Regions from separate parts of the Zea mays genome. Here region 1 is linked to region 2. A link is a contact called in public Hi-C data. All regions are on one chromosome and are shown on one strand. The core of a region is the stretch at or near the end of the contact, and the rest is flanking DNA. Distances in the headings are between cores, read along the strand shown. Region 1 holds the start of LOC100383931. Region 2 holds the start of LOC103652327 (alpha-glucosidase 2).

The links. A called contact is a pair of places that touch in the nucleus more often than the background predicts.
Region 1: a Hi-C map of tassel shows a contact between it and region 2, with 2.7 times the contacts expected there. The contact joins the promoter of LOC100383931 here to the promoter of LOC103652327 in region 2. A contact is called at or near these places in 10 of 25 Hi-C or Micro-C datasets (bundle sheath, ear, endosperm and 4 more).

The regions. Positions count from the first base shown.
Region 1 is chr3:162,578,750-162,581,673 of Zm-B73-REFERENCE-NAM-5.0, reverse strand. It overlaps LOC100383931, which reads right to left and starts at 1,502. Exons shown (of 20, transcript NM_001362233.1): 1 at 969-1,502; 2 at 1-149. The coding sequence starts at 1,355.
Region 2 is chr3:162,269,679-162,272,572 of Zm-B73-REFERENCE-NAM-5.0, reverse strand. LOC103652327 (alpha-glucosidase 2) reads left to right here and starts at 1,565. Exons shown (of 22, transcript XM_020550385.2): 1 at 1,565-2,038; 2 at 2,636-2,709. The coding sequence starts at 1,697.

The DNA of each region.
Region 1 (2,924 bases), core at 253-2,752, 310 kb before region 2:
ATATCAGTTGGCTGGTCACCAACTGGCACCTTAGTGATTCCAGGCAAATCGACTAAAGTAATGTTAAGGACATTCGGAGAAAAGATCTTCAACCGTATCTGCCTATCCGATACACCTTTGTTACCACCTGCCTCACGATCTGTTTCAGCCTGCATAGATGCAGAGAGTCGTTTAAGAATGGTCTGTGCAGCACTAATCTCAACTCCAGCCCACACTAACAAAACAAAACATCGTAATTGAAGTGAAACAAAATACCAAACACTCAAGACAGATAATATTGTTGTTCTATCAAATACTAGGATGTTGGGTCCCAACTAAAACTTATGTACACCTTACTTTCCACTTCGAAATTCTGGTTCACAAATATACTTTCCACAAATCATCCTGACAACCACTAATACCACCTGAATTGGTTTTTTTTTCAAATGTAACCAAGTTGTATTGGGGACAACATCGAAACCACTATATTAACAAGAAACTACGTGATAACCCATATAGAATTTCAATATCCAAGCAACTCGTTAACTCATGTGGAGAACAATAAACCTGCAAGGGCCAACCTGAAGACAACCAAGTAAATTATGGCATTCTGTACTCTGTAGTCGTTAACAACCACATGCCCACATCGTCACCACAGGAAGCAGCAACGAAATAACATCATCACTAGCACTGAACACCAGAGACAACACCACCTAACCTAGCATTTACCATCGTTCCAATCTCAGAGCCCAACTGTGCTGACCCATGAACACACCAGAAACCACCGCGAAGAATGATTCCTCGAAACCAACAGGAGTATTCCTAAACAGTCATCTGCAGCCCTAGCGAGCAGCCACAGCACAATATTACTACTACTAGTAAAGTCCCGACCAATAATAATTATCCATTGAATGTACACGCACAGTCAAGTAAAAGTGTTTATTCCAGCCAAATAACCGCACGAGGGATTAAGGCAAAGGGATGGGGACCTGGATCTCGCGTCGGATTTCGCGGAAGTCGTAGAAGCGACGCCCCGAGAGGTGCAGGAACTCGCCCCACTCATCGGCCTCTGCGTCGGCGGGGCGGCGCGGCTGGTGCACGAGCTGGAGCACGAGGGGGCGGCGCGTGCAGATGTCGGAGCCCCGCGGGAGGAAGTCGCGGCCGACGAGCGCCTCGAGGACGCTGGACTTGCCGCTGCTCTGGCTCCCGACCACGGCCACCTGCGGCAGGTCGATCGTGGAGCTGCTCCCCAGCTGCGCGAAGATGTCCTGCAGCTTGTTGACGATTGGGATCACCGAGGACCCGACCGCCGCCGCGGCCGCGGCCGCCGCCGCCGATGGGGCGGACGGCGCGGAGGAGAGGTGGTCTTCGGCCATGGTCCGGGGGGCGGGGGCGTGCAGGCTGCGCCGCTAGGCTGGCCTGGGGATTTGGACGAGGAGAGCAACGAGACCCGGGAAGGGAATCCCTAGATCGAGAGCTCTTCGTTCTTTTTTTTTTTCCTCTCCTAATCTTTTTTCCCCGGTCTTGAGGTGGGGATTTCAAATCGAGAGGCCTCGAGCTCGAGGGGACCGGACCGGGGTTCCGAACACCGGGGAAGGAGACGCGCGGGGAAATTACCATTATAACCCCCACCTTCTTGGCTTAGGGAACAAGACGAACGTGCTCGGTTTGCACGCATGGAGAGTGGATTCTGTCGTGCTTAAGGAGCACTGTTTACAACTTGACCTGATGTTGCCGTGTTTCTTTGGTGAAGAAGAAATGCAAGGTAAGTAAATATGCAATCTACCTTACTTTACCAGGAGGAGTACAAGCAGTGGCGAAGCTAGAGCAAATATATTGGGGTGCAACTCCCTTGCGGGTGCATAAGGATGAGATATGAGTGATGCATATATGGTGAAAATTTAACTATTATAACTAAATTCTGAATTTTAGGGAGGTGCATGTGCATCCACGAGCTAACATGTAGCTTCGCCCCTGAGTACAGGATCAAGATTTTCGATGAAGGGTAAGCTCCACTTGTTTCTTGCCTGGGACGGGCGTGGTAGACTGGTAGCCTAGCCCGAGACTCGCCGGAGCAACAAGCAGCACAAGGAGTCAAGGACGCACGAGCAAACACCACCAGCCAGTCCCCTGATCGCGGGTGACCGCGACGTCCCCGCGCCGCACGGGGAGCAGGGCCGGGTCGCGACATCGTGGCTAGCTGAGAAAGGCAACAGTATGGGCCGTCCACTGACAGAAGCCCAGTACGAGGGCGGCGCTTGACTTGGGAGCAGCTGCTCCCAAGCAGGACAGCAGGGCGGTGACGGTCTGAGGCCCTATATAGATTTTGAAATGAGATTCTATCCACGTGAACATTCACGAGGAAGGTTTTTCTCTCGTCTACATCTCTGTTGGAAAATTTATCTTTACGAAAAATTCATCTCCATTAAAAAGTGCAATATTTAAAGATAATTTAAATTAATTATATCAAATAAATATAAATTGAGAAACAAGATTTAAAGTTACAAGAGACATATACTGTTGGAGAGCAAATCTCCGATCGGGTGGCAGAGTGCACCCGCCTTAAATCCTAAGATGAGGAGGGGCGTAGGCGTTTTGCTCGTTAGTCGGGAAAACGGGAAGAATACAGGAACACACAAGGGTTTAGAGTGGTTTGGGCCGCCGGAGCGTAACACCCTACTCCACTGTGTGATGTATTGCTTGTGAGCTTGTATGAACTTGTGAGTGTCTGAGGTTGGGTCTGAAAGATTAAGCTTGTGTGTAACGTCGCATACCTCCCCTTTTATAGCTGAAGGGGGGCATGCACAAAGATACTGGGCCCCGACAGGTGGGCCCAGGGACATAAAGAATATAGCGCTTGGAGCCACAAATGTTTGCTGCTTGGGGCAATCTTCTTGTGCCCTGACGCCCGAGATCTCCGTATCCTCGACGTGCAGGGGAAGCTT
Region 2 (2,894 bases), core at 316-2,815:
TTGAATTTAAATTCGAATTATGTGACAAATTTGTCTCCAAATTAAATGTCCATTTAAACATGGTATGAGATGAGTTTATTTATTTTTAAGATTTTATTCTTGTTGACTAATGCTTCTGTTTCTCAAATTCTAGAGTTTCCACTTAGATGTTTTATTTCCAATTTGGCTACTAATATATTTCTATTGACCTTATTTATTGTTACCAAATGCACACAAAATAAAGACTTCGGTATGATGCACAATTTAGTAGCATGTCTTTTATTAATTATTTGTTTTTTTTCTGGTGTTCACATGGAATGATAAACATAGATAACACATATAGATACAAAGTAGTATAATTTCTCTTTTTAGACTTTTCTTACAAAGTGGGTGTTACATTGTGCATCTTTACCCACAAGTCATGTTACCCATCTGCCAATGGGTCATGAATCCCATACACCTCTACCAAGAAGGTGAGGCAAGGTAACACTACGAGGCCTTTACAAAGTTCCACTAGCCTCAGAAAAAACGCTACAGTTTCTAGGAAGCTCCAATGCAAGGATCCCTCGCCTGACCGCCATCGCAACAAAATCGACCCAAGGACCTCGCTACACTGACCACTCCCCTACTGCCCTTGCCCCTTTCAGGTAAGGTAGTCCTCCACTAGCTTTCCTAATTAGTCAACCAAGAGTGTCTCATACCACCCTTGTGGTAGCACTGTTTTCCCGGATGGTTCTCCATGTTCCAATTAACTATATGATCTTATCATGAACAGTAATTAAACAACAACATAATTGGAACATGATCATAATAAAACAATAGTTTTCCTAAATCAGGTAGAGCAATAGCAAAACTACCCTATAATTCATCTATTTGCAAGGTGGGGAATAAACAAGGGAAAATATCCTATGCAATCACTTATCCTGGTGCAAGCATGCAATCAAGCGATCTGGTGCATCCGATCTAGATCTAATGGTAACTGTTATTGCTGTCCCAGATATGATCTGTCCCTTACCCCTTTATTCTTTATACGCAATCGCAGCAGTAGGGCTGGGCATTCGGTTATTTTCTAAACTTCGGTTCGGTTTTTCGGTTTTAAAAAACTTCGGTTTTTCAAACATTAGAAACCGATCGGTTTTCTAGAAAATAAAAAACCGAGAAGTTCGATTTCGGTTTTTTACTTCGTTTTTCCGGTAAAAACCGAATACCAAACTTATAATCAAGACAATACATACAACAAGTTTACATGATAGATTACACATAATTTTAAAAAGTAAAAATTATATAGGTACAAATATTTAGATATACATCATACATCATATACAAATAAGTGAATAACAATTTAATTGTATCACACAATTAGTTCACATAATCGAATAGTCAAATTTGAGAATTGATAAAGTTTGGTATTCGGTTTTTTCGGTTCGGTATACGGTGAAACCGATTACGATACCGAAAACCGAACTTCTTAGATACAAAAACCGAAACCGAACAGAACTAAAAAAACCGAAATTTCGGTTCGGTTCGGTATGATTCGGTTCGGTTTTCGGTTTATGGTAAAAATGTGCCCACCCCTACCCAGCAGCGACGCGAAAAGGAGCAGAGTACGTATGGAAACCCGTCCAGTCTCCCAAGACCCCAAGTGAGACGGACGACTCGACCCAGTCACAATCCGGTCCCTAGTAGAAACGGCGAGATCGTCAGCGAGAATTTTCCGATGACCGGCGGCGGCAGCAGCACCCGCCGTCCGGCCGCCGTGGCCAGGAGCCGCGGGAGGCCCTCTGAGGCTTCTGAACCAGATCCCGGCGCTCGACGAGCCGCGGCCGCAGCGGCGCAGCGCCGTGGCCGCGGCAACCCTGGCCCCTTGCGCCTGATGGACGTGAGGCCCCGAACCCTCGCGTACTTCGTGGTTGCTTCCTTCGCCCTCGTGTCAGTCACATTCGTGGTGTATACTGGTGGGTGGTGGGAGGAGGTGGAAGGAGAGGGCGCGGCGACGCTGCGAAAGGTCATGCGCTCCGTAACGCCGCTGCCGGCGCCCAGGATGATGGATCTGCCTCAGGTGATGCCCATTTGTTTGCCATGCTGTTTTTGTCCCGAAGGTTGAAATTGCACGACAGCTAAAGCTAGTACTGAAGTACACCACTCTAGGTTTCAGGGCCTCTAGTTGATTTTGGCAGGGTTGCTTTATGTATTCGTGAAGTAGTGGTGACTACTGATTTAGCTTCATGAGCTATTAACCGTGCATCACTTCATATATTACGATGGCAGAGTTATGTCAAAGTGCAGCAGTATATATTGATGTTGGTAAACAAAGCTAGTCAAATTGTTTGGAATATGCTACCTGTCAACTGAACACTGCTTTTGGTAAAATGCACACTAACCTATGCATTTGCACTTCTTTTCTAGTGTGCATTTGGTTTTCTCTCAATCTAGTATTTCCCCCTGAATTATGCATAATTGAAAGGCTCTCGTTCCGCTGTGTCCTTCAGTTTTATTAGGGTCTGTTTGTTTCAGATTATATAATCTAACTTATTTTGAACTAACACTTAGTTCAAAATAAGTTATATTATATAATCTGGGCAGATCATAAACCCAAACAAACATGCACTGAGTAACTACGTTGGCTTTCTCATGGTTCATGCCTAAATGATTGCAGTTTCAAAATAACCACAAGGAAAGTTTGTATTGGGGCACTTATAGACCAAATGTGTACCTCGGAATTCGTGCAAGGTGATAAACTTTTGCAATGCCTCCCTATTCTCTTTATAACAAGTTAATTACTGGGAATTATTCCCTTCTGTAGTTCTCTACTGCTTCTTGGACTACATTTGGAAGTTCATGTTCCTCATATATTTAGTTTTGATTATGTTTCCTTACTTCCTTACTGTCATGAAAGGTAGAATCTTTAGTGACTG